Regions from separate parts of the Mus musculus genome. Here region 2 is linked to region 1. Evidence: chromatin contacts called from public Hi-C data. All regions are on one chromosome and are shown on one strand. The core of a region is the stretch at or near the end of the contact, and the rest is flanking DNA. Distances in the headings are between cores, read along the strand shown.

Region 1 (6,382 bases), core at 2,234-4,733:
CCCTTCCCTCTCTCCCAAGCCCTTCCTGTTGTGAGGAAATCACTCTCATTCTCTGTTAGTTTTTCTTCTTTTTTCTTTTCCTCTCTCTTTCCTTTCCTCCTTCCACTTCTTTAAAAAAAATTAGGAAAACTATCCATTTGCTAGATTGAGCAACTTCTTACATTGTAGGGCATTTGCCTCCCCCCCTAACTGTTCTCAGTTTGGCTCATCAACAGTCTCCTTATAAATGACTCCAACCCTGGCCACAACCTGCACGAGACTCAATCCCATCACAGAGCACACTACTTGTAGCTCATGCTTGCTGTCTTCTATTTAAGTAGCATACACACTGACATTTTAAATATCATACCATGCAGACACTATCCAATAACATACTAATATATAAAATGAAGACAAATTGGCTATTCTTACCCCATTACTACCTCTCAACGAGCTTTCTCCCCTCATTTTCCTATGTCTCAGGCAATTTGGGATTATATGAATATTCAATTTACACTCCTATGACCACGTAGTCTTGCGCACTATAAAGTCAAGTAGCAGAAGGATGCACTTCAGATATATAGCTATTATCTTTTACTCTTTGGGGCTTATTATAATGTTTTTAAGCCATCCAAAAGAATTACAAATTGAAATAATGTCAAGCCAGCCAGTTCATCTGTCAGATCTATTTCCCAGTCAAGAGGCCTCACCAGTCTGTTTGACACAGGGGAGTTGACCGGAGCTCCTTTTAACACTGTCTTGAGATTGCTCTGTGTCAGTCAGTGTTGGGTGCCCCCCTTTCCTGGCTCCCTTGGTGTCTTCTCTTCACATCTTTGTGTTTGTACAGCACGCTCCCTAGTCGTTTCCTGGGAAAGTCCACGGGAGGCTCGTTTGCTGAGACCATGCATATCTGAGAATGTCTTAACTTGACGCAGAGTTATTTGCTACTTCACCTGGTAAAACGCTCTCTAAGGAAGGCGGAAACTTCTCTTGGGAGGTTTAAGCTGTACTCCAGCACTTGCTGTTGAGAAGGCTCACACCATTGCTATCCCTGCCCTTTCGTGTGTGACTTTTGTGATTTCTCTGAAGGATCTGGAAGTTCCTTTTTAATCTTGCTGCTTTGGAGTGTCGCACTGAGCACCATCAGGACCTCAGTTATCCAGTGGTCTGCTACTTTCCTGTCCCTTCACACCTGGAGACGCCTGCAGTTCTCTCTTTAAATGTGTTGTATAACCTTTTATCCTGGATCCCACGGAGTTGTTTTTTTCTCTTTCTGGAACTCCTTTGGAAAAAAAACTTGAACCTTATGGATGAATCTACTAGTTTAATTTTATGTTTTTTACTTCAACCCCAACCCATCCTCCATCACTCATTGCCAATTTGCTTCCTAGGAAATCTGCTTGCCTTTAGTTTCTATATTCATATATAAGTGTGTGTGTGTGTGTGTGTGTGTGTGTGTGTATGTGTATATACATACATACATACATACATACATATAAATGCATGTATGAATATATACACACATATATGTAAAACTAAGTCTATATATAATATATTGGTATACATTATTATATAATACATATGTCTAATGCAGATTATGATTATATCATGCATATAATCCTTATTTCATATATACTTATTTTCTGATTGTTTCCCTTTGTATATAGAATGCTCATTTTAGGTGATGACTATAGTAGTGTTTCTCATCTTTTTGAAAGATGTTATGAAGTTTTGAAAGTTCTTCATTTGCTTCACCAAGAATCTTCTCCAAGTCCCCCTAATATCGTCTCATCTCTCCTCTCCTCTCCTCTCCTCTCCTCTCCTCTCCTCTCCTCTCCTCTTCTCTCTGCCTTTCTTTTTCTCTGGATCTTTACATGTTAGTCTCTATTTTATATTGAAGGTATTATTTAAGTGGCTACTGACTTTTCACAATTAATTTATATTTAAGATACTCTTATATGTAGTATATACTGAAAGATAGACACATATAAGAGAAGGGATGCCTCTGTCTCTGTTTCACATTTCTGGATGGAGTTTGTGTAACTGCAAAGTAAGGAGGTCAGATGGAGTCCCCCTAAATATTCATGGGGGAGTTCTATAGATCATGTACAAACAGGTCACCATCTCTTGACCCCCTTTCTACCATCCTGGAAGGTCTAGACTACAATATCTTCTCTAACATGCCTGTTTGATCTCGTTTTACCTGGCATTATGTGAACTTATATGGCTATGGAGCCTCCTCTTTTATTTCTCTCAGGCAATGCCTACTAATGAACTACGGAAAGATGCTATGAGTTGATGTTCAATGTTTGATTCTAACTTGTTTCCCTGCATTTTACAAATCCAGCTAGAGATGTTCATTAAGAAAGAAGTCAGAGCACAATCTGCTAATGTTTCTATTTATTGATGCTTCCTCCTATAGCGTCATATAAATTACAGAGTGGCAGGAAGAGCTATGATGATTTCAATAAAACTAGACATTTCCAAGCATAGCTTAATATCTCATCTCTAGCTGCATCCAGGACAGCTGGACACTCAACCATTGGCTGAATCGCTGCATCACTGATTTGATTTGGTTATGAAGACAGTCAGATTGCTGGAAACACATCTGGCCATTTTGGCAATCAGTGAATGAAATGAATCAACTGTGTGGCACTCAGATCAGACCGAATGCTCAGTGATCAGTGTAGGAGGCAGGAATGGGGTAAGTTTATTCTTAGACTGTAGGACCATATTAGGACAGCAAGATGTTACCCGAAGGGATTCTCATGATCATTTCAACGCCATCATATACACCAAACCATTAAAAGTCAAAACATTTTCCCCTTTCTATTAACCTACTGACATTTACTTTTATCTCAAAGGAAGGGGCTGTCCTGAGTGTCACAAGGACATGCAGCAGATCAAGATCCTAACAGGACCCAGGGATCAGCTGTCAGCAAGTTTCCATGCAGTTGCCGGAAGTCTCCTCTTCATTTAAAAAACAAAACTAATTCTCAAGGAGTTTATGGATTTATAGTTGATTATAAACACAATTTTCAGCTTCCCTCTTTACTCTTGCTTCATTACAGAATCTTTCTTAGTTTATCTACATACAGGACATAAAAAGTCAATGAATACTTTGATGCCATTATGTGTGGTGTTAACTTCAGAAAGTCCGTGAGAATCTGTTATACTCTTTCCTTTGCTTTACTCAGAAAGTCCCTGAGAATCTGTTACAATATTTCCCTTCCCTTGCTCCCAAGCCTGTCTCTTCTCTCCAGACTGCCAAGGTTTCAAGGTCTGTAACTGTTCTTATCTTTCCATTCAGAAAGTCTATCCAAAGCAGCACACTTTTCCTTTTACCAGAAGAAGGCATGTCAAAACTCAATGCTGTGTCATCCAAACATGAGTCAGTTGGCCATACTGCAAACAACAGTTTTGGTTTGCCCAGGACTGAACGATGTTCCACTAGGTTGGACTTTGATATCAGAGTGCTCTCTCAACAGCCCTCAAACTGGGTCACCTTGAGTGGCAGCTTGAGAGAGGACTGTGTGTGACACAGATGCCACCAGTTGTGGTTTCAATCCGTGTATCAGAAGTGCTTGTCTGTCATCACGAAACAGATGCAGAAAGCGATGAAGCACCAGATGGGTGAATGGGCTTAATGCCCTTTAAGTTTCCTTGATACCAGTAGATCTCAATTCTGGCTGCTCACAGAAATCATCTGGTTGGGCCCGAGGAACAGTGTTCTAATGACCCCAGCAGGACTGCAGGGGTGCCTTGGAAAGAATATGCTACATTTACCAAGATTCAAATTACAGGTCTACAAACAGCCCCTTCTAACAACAACAACAACAACAACAACAACAATCCTCTTTATGAGCTTTGCCTTAAAAAATGCAGCATGCCAACATCTACTTCATACATAAAAACAGAACACACAAACTATATTTATTGGTATGTATGTATGTATGTATGTATGTATGTATTGGAACATGGTCCAAGAATGGGTCATGTGAGGGGAATTTTGAGTTCAAAAACTACAAGAAAACAAGACAAGAGTCTTGTGACCTCAGATTCTTTAAAAACGTGGACTTGTACTTGGAGTCTGCTTCTGTGTCCCTCCCAGGTGTAGCGGTAGGAGTGAGTTTGGTTTGGATTATTAGCATTACAGCTAACAATTGTTATTTCTTAATATGCCTCGGTGGAAAAACTCGTTTCTACCACCTGTGGCTGGTCCTTGTGATTCTACATGTCACTCATGTTTCTCCCCTGTCGTGTCTGCATTCTGGTCACCAACCATTACCAGCTACCGACATCACTATTTTTAAAAACAAAATGATTGGAACAACTGACCACAAAGGCAAGCTTACAGAGGAAGTGGCCAAAGGCCTGAGCTGGCTAGAAAACTTGCCACAGGCATGCAAGGTTTCAGGAGGTCCTGGAGGGCTGGGTGGAACTGAGTTAGATGGAATTCCAAACAGGGAGAAAAGAAAGAAAGGCCAGGCATGAAGCTAAAAAAAAAAAAAAATCAAACTTACATTTATTTCTAGATAATTAAGTTTATATTTGAAGCAATACATCTTAGAGGCTGCATGGAACCACGTACCAGGCCAATGATTACTAAAAGGAGAAAATAGAACAACCACTGTTTTGGAGATGACTTCTTAAAACATTGAAAAGGTGAATCACTTCGGCCAGTGATTCAGTCGGCGTACCATAAGCATCATGAACAATGTGGTCTACAATATAGAGATACGTCACAAAGCAGTGATAGCAAAGGCCCTTCTCTCTCATGTCGAATCTACTGAAGACACTGGGTGGCCTGATACCAAGGCAGATGTGAGGGGAAGCCACAGTCAGGGCTCCGGGGTTACAGCTTCAATGGATTCAATGATGATTTCGAGCAGAAATCACACAAGAGGTAAGTGTGTTTTGTCCTCAGTGCCATGTTATATGATTAATTAATCACTGATTTTTTTTTCTTCAAATTCTAGGTCTATAATGCACCAGCCTTTTCTCTGGGGTTTGGAGTGGAAGCGGCACTATTCCATTTGTCTTTGCCACCAAAATAAGTTAATTTTCACATTTTTCCCCCAGTACAGGTTTTAATGCAAGATGTTAGGTGATGCCAATGAATGGTCTGGGCACGCACCAACTCAGGGAGTCAGTAGGCACAATTAACATCTAGAAGTAGGCACCTCTGGTTATTTCACACATTATTAACTTATATTACAATTCAAATAAGCTTACAGCTGGCAAAAAAAGTCTCTTCTGTAAAGTGATCTCAAACATAATAGGCTTAATCAGAGATAAATTAAATTAGGCAGCCATGCATACTGCAGCATATTAATTCTGAGTAGTTATTAAATACATTTCTCTTATCAGTGGTGTGAACACAACATTGTATGCAAACACACTCTTTAAGAGACTAGCAAATAAAGTTTGTATTTGGGATGCTGTGTACTTGACATTTCCCCATGCCCGCTTGAGATGATAAATAATCTTTTCTGCTAATAACGGCACTAGGTTAAGTCCCCAGAAATGAGCCAACTTGATTTCCAAGCAATTAGGCAAAAGAACAGCAACAAAACTCCTACATGTTCTGGGCTTTTCCAAAGGGAACTCTTCCACCATGCAGAGAAGTAAATAAATAAACAAAACATCAGGAGAAGTGGTAGTAAATACTCACCATGCTAACCATCAGTGCCTCTTGCTCTGTTTTGGGTAACCCCTGGCACTTCAGAACACTCAAAGAAAGGATTGAAGCAAAGGATATTTTACAAATGGCATCACACCATGGGCTGACTCTTTCTTTGAATGGTAGTAATAGAAACTAGCAAGCCAACACTCAGATGCCACGGAGCAGTAGTAGTGGGGCTTTTGTGAAGGGAAATTAAAACTAGCATCTAAGACTTTATAATCGGCCCCATGTATTCATGTCACATTACCTTCCACCATTCACTTTTACTATATTATCTTGGACTGTTATTAATCACCAGATCCTTTAATTTCTGTATCTTAAACAAACAAACAAACAAATTACTAGGAATGACCCCACCCCAGTAAGCCTGAGAAACATGTTTGACATTCTTTGTGCTTCTCACACTTGAAACTCAATATAAGGTGACAAGAACATTAAGCTGCCCAGTGAGCAAAACGTGAAGTTAATCACTGTCTGTTCTTAGCCATGGGTACAATAATTTGCAAATTCAAGTGCTTGGGAGTAGCTCACCATGGGCACCAGAAAGCTTCTCCTTGGAATGTCTAATAAAGATGCACGTGTAGTTCCCATGGGGAACAATACCTTCAAATGCCAACAGACTTACCAGCAACAGCACAGTTCCTAGTTCACTTACAATACATTACTCATCAACAGACTTTCTATTACTTTTAGGTCAAAAAGCTACTTCTTATGTCT
Region 2 (6,647 bases), core at 3,851-6,350, 790 kb before region 1:
AGATTGGCCATTAAGATGAGGGAAAAACATATTTCCACAACAATAGTCAATTTCATGTCAGCAAAGTGTGGTGGTCAAGCCCCAGCCACTTTGCTCGCACAGCTACACCCCTTTGAGACTCTCGGTTTGCCTTGTGTTCAGAAGGACAATTTTCTAAAACAGGGTTGTGGTCCTGTCACTCAATTTCCAGAAAGCCTCATATCATTTCTGGATGTTGACAGGCTGCGTGCAAAACATCTACTAGTATCCACCTGTTTCTTCAAGTCTTCCTCCTGAAGTCTCTATTCCCTGGCAGAACTCTATTTCATAAGCCCCAGTTACATACAGAGCTACCTGCTGCTTCCAGGACTGCACGCATGCACACAAATGCAAGACACACATCCCCAGTAGTCTTTCTCTTGTTCTGCCTTGTTGCATCTCACCTAGTTCTTCCCTTTCTTTACATCAGGCAGGCAGTCCCTGCTCTGGGCCTTTGTAGCAGTTTGGTTTATCTTCACCAGTCATCTGATGATTATTTATTCATTAATCTGTTCTTCTCTCCCTAGTGGGAGGGCTGTGTTTTTCCCCTTGAGTGTACCTAGTTCAGTGGCCAGTCATTAGGAGTGGTCTGGGGAATACATAAAAGATGAAGAAGGAAGAGAGGTGGAGAAAAGGAAGGGAAAGGGAGGGAGGAAAATGGGGAGGGGATGAGTGAGTAAGAGGAGGGAAAGCTAATGGCCAAGGTCCAACTAACAAAGTATTGGAAGTCCAGCAATCAAAAGCCTCCTTTTGGTAACATGCCCAGATAAATTTAACACCTTATCCTAACATGGGGTTTCTCCTGTTACCTTTACAAACTCTCTTTGTCTATGGGCCATGTCTGTCTCCTCTCTATCCAGAGGCAGTTCTTTGTCCTTCTCTCTGCCCCTCTTAGTACTCTTTCCCCATCTTCCCTTTCCCTTCCTCCTCCTCCATTTCCTCTCTTGTCTCGTATTCCCTGTCTTTTGTCCCTTGGGGGAAAATAAATCTTATATGTGCTGAGAACTTGTTCCTGGGGTGTCTTGTACCTGTATGAGTCCCTTCAGTAATGACAAGAGTAGAGAGACTAGAGTCAACCAGATCTGAGTTAAAAACCTACCTTCTACATGACCTGAGACAAATTGGCCTTCTCATCTAGTATGTGAACTAGCAGTTATTAAATAAATATTATGCTGAAACTCAGTGGTTTGAAATACTAGTCATTAAGGGCTGGATCTTACACGTGTGCAGGTTGACTGTGGATTGGGCAGCTTTATTTCTCTCCATAGAGACACCGTGGGTTTGCAGGGGTGGCCCGGTTCCCCCTCATCCTAGAGTGGGCAGGTCATAGTCTTTACATGCTGACAGAACCACGGAGTGAATAGTGATGGTGTGGAAGAATGTCATGGTGACATTTCCTCTTCATTTTAATGGTCAAGCAAGTTAATGGTCAATTAGTAAGATAAAGGGGAAGGGACAGAGAGAGACAGAGACAGAGACAGAGACAGAAAAAGGAAACATACAGATACACAATCACAGAGAGGAGAGGGGAGGAGAAGGAGAGAGAGAGAGAGAGAGAGAGAGAGAGAGAGAGAGAGAGAAAAACACAGAAGAAATACACACGCATATATGCACACAGAGAGGGGGAGAGTGGAGAGGGGGAGGGGAGGAGGAGGAGAGAGAGAAAGAATAAACAAACCAAAACCCACAATAAGTAAAGAGCTTTCTCACCTTTAGCAATATTGACCATGGAGGTGGAAAACTTTTTATTGCACAGGGCCGTCCTTGGCGTGTCAGATGGTCAGTAACATTCCTGAACACTCCTAGATACTAGAGGCCAGCAGCATCCCTGCAGCCTGACAGCTAAAGGTATTTCTAGACAATGTTTCTTGAGGATCATAGATTTGGCTTCTGCTACACGGTGTGGATATCATAAGGAAATCATCAGTGGTTGGTGTTAAATTGTTATTGACTTTAAATTGTGTTTCAAATGGCTAAATTCTATTGCTGCTATTAAGCAGTCAATAGAAGCTGGTGTCTATTATGTTACATATATGCTATGATTGTGCAGTGTGATTATTCAAACAGATGTTTAGAAGGATTTCTAATATTTTTGGAAAATACATAAGAATATTTCTAACTGAAGAAGAATTTGAAATGTTATATACATGGAGAAAGCAAGTTTGTAAAATATATCAATGTATATGTATACATATACATATATATGCGTATACACATACATACACACACACACATATATATAGATACACACATACACATACATATATACATATATACATATATACATATATACATATATACATATATACATATATACATATATACATATATACATATATACATATATACATATATACATATATACATATATACATATATACATATATACATATATACATATATACATATATACATATATACATATATACATATATACATATATACATATATACATATATACATATATACATATATACATATATACATATATACATATATACATATATACATATATACATATATACATATATACATATATACATATATACATATATACATATATACATATATACATATATACATATATACATATATACATATATACATATATACATATATACATATATACATACATACATACATACATACATACATACATACATACATACATATATACATATATACATATATACATATATACATATATACATATATACATATATACATATATACATATATACATATATACATATATACATATATACATATATACATATATACATATATACATATATACATATATACATATATACATATATACATATATACATATATACATATATACATATATACATATATACATATATACATATATACATATACATATACATATACATATATACATATACATATATACATATACACATGAATGATTGGGTAACTGTATTTGGAAATGTTAAATGACTCTGGTATAATTTGGAGTTACAACCTGAATAGAACAGCTGTCCAATGTGAGTGCTGGGTGTTGAACTCAGGTACTGTAGGAGAGCAGCAGGTGCTCTTAATGGCTGAGCCGACTCTCTAGCTCCCTGAATATTTTAAAGACTGATTTTCTTTAGGTTACTCTGTAATTTAAAAAAATTCTTATGAGACATTCTATGTTTTTTACTAGTAATTCAGTTTTTAGATTTTTCTAGTTGAAAAAATTTGCCAGTATAAAAAGTGTTTTAAATTAGTAAAACCAGTTTTGCACACTCATACAATTTAAAATTTATCTAGCAAGCTCAAGCCTAATTCTCCTCCCCAACCTTTACCCTTCAAACATTTTCTTAAAATAATAATAATAAAAGCTCTTTTAAAATCACTGTATTTGCCTTAGTCTTTTAGAGAAAATATTATTGTTGGGGGTCAACAAATATTTGTGGTTGATGATTTCATTTTATAGAGTAAAGGGCATCTCCCGAAGCAAATGTGTATTTAATAAAGCTAAATTTTAAAGTAAGAATGTTAGAATACTAGTGATTATTTGGGAAAGAGGCATATTTCTATACTATAGATGGAATTATAAATTGTTATGATCATTCGAAAAGGCAAGCAGGCTGTCTTTAAGATGCTCAGTGAGCTAGGGCATCAACTTGGCCATTAAGATCACTTGGTGCTCTCCTAGAGCGCCTGAGTTCAGTACCCAGCACCCACACTGGGCAGCTCACGACCTGTAACGCCAACTCTAGGGCTCCAGTGCCTCTGGCCTTGGAGGCCACCTGCATATACTCAGTTTCAGACACACACACCTATACATTTAACTGAAAAATAAATCTTTAAAAAATATTGCTACATATAATATTTTCATATCTAAGAATTTCTTTTAAATGAGTGGTCAAAACATGTGTATAAAAAAATTGCTGATTGGCCAGTGAGATACTTCAGCGATTAAGAGCATGGATTGCCTTTCTAGAGGAGCCTAGTTCATCCATAGTGCACGTATTGGACCTCTCTCTAGCTTCCTCAGGCAACTGCACACATATGCATGTATGTCATGTGTGTGTATATATACAATTAGAAATAAAATAAATCCAAAAAAGACTGCTAAATATGCTCAATAAAGCATTTGTATTATAGCTCAACTTGGGAAATGATATTCATTGAAAAAGGAATGTGATAGACTATTCTACAAGAAATAAATGTTCTGTTTGCAAAATTCCAAGATGGTATTAGGAAATGCTCATCACCTGTTGGTGTGGAAGGACTCTGGCTGTCTTTAGCACCTATCTATGCAGTCTCCTTGCATTTAGTAACAGATGGCTGACTCACATAACTCTGCAAAGACACATTGTCTCCCGTCTGCCTCCAAATGACTATGAGACTAACCTGAGATTAACATTCATTTTAAGATGGTTCCTTTAACTGCTTGTCTGTCCTGTTTCTGTTACTTACTTTGGAGTTGGAAGTTAGACTATACACACACACACACACACACACACACACACACACACACACACACACATTCATGAACCAACTCAGCTCATTTAGAACCTTAGCAGGTGTAGAAGTAAGACCAAAATGACTTGCAATCCTGGGCAACCTTGTAAATGAAGATCATGAGTTTCTACCTAAGGAACAGTACCCCTAAGTTTTGCAGAGAAAAGCCTTGTACAACACTGCAGCTTGAGGTCTTTGTTAACAATATCTTTGCCTGAGTTGCATCTAAACATGAACTGGTGCCACTCATATCCTAAAGGAACAACAGAGACATTGCATTATACCATCCACACTTAAACAGTTATGGAGCAGGTAACAAGGAAACAGATGTTGCAGGGTGGGGTCTGGTCACATTTCTCAAACAATGGCGGTACACTGAGAAAAGCTGTTCCCAGGATAACTTTGAAAGACAACTACCAGCTTACCAGCACTTGGACCTCTGGAGGAAATAGTGAGACAAAATCAAAATGCTGGTTTCTGTTGGCTGTTCCTTGATGCTGTTGGTGAGAAAGATGAATTTTGGCAGGAATTTACCAGTGTGCAAGCAGAAATGGCAGGAAGTACTCTGTGGTAGGGACCTCCCTTGTGTTTGCAACTTCAACCTGAATAGACCAGCAGTCCAGTAATTTAGTCATCATAGAGCTATTTCCACATCATAAACAGAAAGATAATACGTTATCTATGGACCTTCCTCTGGGATCTGTTGTTAATGGAATTAGAAGAGCCAATCAGATGGCAAGCACAGAATTAAACATACTGTTGTCTCACACAAGCCTGTTATTTCACATGGCCTCAAAGTTGCTACTGGAAAGAAAATAATCCAAGTACAGACATGGGTAAATATAGGCATATACAGAAGCTGACGATTTATGTAGACAAGGTTTTGGCTATCCTTACATGTCCATGAAAATGACTAGAAGCAAGTAACCCAGAAAACTGCGAAGAATTTTGAGAGCAGTATGTGATCAAAGAAACCACAAACCTGGTCTGCATAAGCTATAATTTTCTGATCCGTAACGAAGGCCCCAGGAAGACTGGGCAGCCTCAAGGAGGACATGTGCCCCCACTCTCGCTAGCATTGTGGCCACAGAAATTTAGGGCAAGCAGAGTCTCCAAGAGGTCAGCGTTCAAAGCAATTTCTCTCAGATGTGAGAATCACTGTCTACAACCGAAGGAATTTTTCTAACTTGCCTGAGATGTGTCTCAAGTCTTTCCCAGGGAGATTTCAACATTTGTAAGAAACATAACAATTGCCTCCCATTCACCCTAGTCCTAAATGGGGTTTTAATTTCATGTTTGAGTCCTTTACCATGGGCTAAATACTGGGATGGTGTCAGGAAACATGCCCATTGGATAGTACATCCCGGGCCACTAGCCCTGGACACAAGACTTCACATCGTCCAAAAACCTTGGCGTTTCTGTGAAAGGCACATGCAGAAGACGCTTAAGCATCCGCCTTGGGAGCAGAATAAATGTAGTCCTTGTAACCTGGAGGGTACATGGGGGCAGTTGGTGGCTTCAAGCAGAGGCTGATTATCATCTCCAGTACCCATTTTCCTTGTGCCTTTTCTTTTCTTTTCTTTTCTTTTCTCTTCTTTTCTTTTCTTTTCTTTTCTTTTCTTTTCTTTTCTTTTCTTTTCTTTTCTTTTCTTTTCTTTCTTCCTTCCTTCCTTCCTTCCTTCCTTCCTTCCTTCCTTCCTTTCTTTCTTTCTTTCTTTCTTTCTTTCTTTTTTCTTTCTTTCTTTTTCTTTTTTTTTTCTTTTTTTGGTTATTTTTGCTTTTGAACAACTGCTGCAGCACCTGGCTTCCTGCCTCTCCTTGTTTCTCCTCATGAAGTCTGTGGTCAGAGTCACCCTTTGAAAAGGCTTCTCTGATTGTGTAGTTGCCCCATGGACGAGTTCTCTATGGCCTTTAAGGTGAGACTCCTGGCTCCCCACTCTCCAGGACCCAGCTCCAATCTCTGCAGATATTACTCACCTGACCTACAAGCCAGCCAGCACCCGCTGCATTTGATGCACGGCGATTCACCTACACTGAATGACCTTTAAGAATGAATTATGAATAGCCTTGATTTTTAAGAGTAATTTAATAGAAAAACCTAGTAGAGAGTGCAGAATTCCCGAAGTCCTTTAAGCCTAACTCCACTCCCC

The links. Hi-C and Micro-C count contacts between places; a contact is called where the count stands out from the background.
Region 2: a Hi-C map of the MNK3 cell line shows a contact between it and region 1, with 5 times the contacts expected there. The contact joins two enhancer-like sites. A contact is called at or near these places in 2 of 39 promoter capture datasets (hippocampal neurons and pre-B cells) and 2 of 484 Hi-C or Micro-C datasets (CD4 T cells and the MNK3 cell line).

What each region holds. Positions count from the first base shown.
Region 1 is chr14:77,462,077-77,468,458 of GRCm38.p6, reverse strand. All of the region lies in intron 5 of Enox1 (ecto-NOX disulfide-thiol exchanger 1), which reads right to left. Among named protein-coding and RNA genes, the nearest start is that of Gm6994, 42 kb to the left of the region's middle. Within about 2 kb of position 3,483, at least 18 of the 459 cell types and tissues checked have an H3K27ac peak or open chromatin away from gene starts, as enhancers often do. A contact at or near this core is called in the MNK3 cell line, where this site is marked.
Region 2 is chr14:78,253,109-78,259,755 of GRCm38.p6, reverse strand. No RefSeq gene overlaps it. Among named protein-coding and RNA genes, the nearest start is that of Tnfsf11, 52 kb to the left of the region's middle. Within about 2 kb of position 5,100, at least 2 of the 459 cell types and tissues checked have an H3K27ac peak or open chromatin away from gene starts, as enhancers often do. A contact at or near this core is called in the MNK3 cell line, where this site is marked.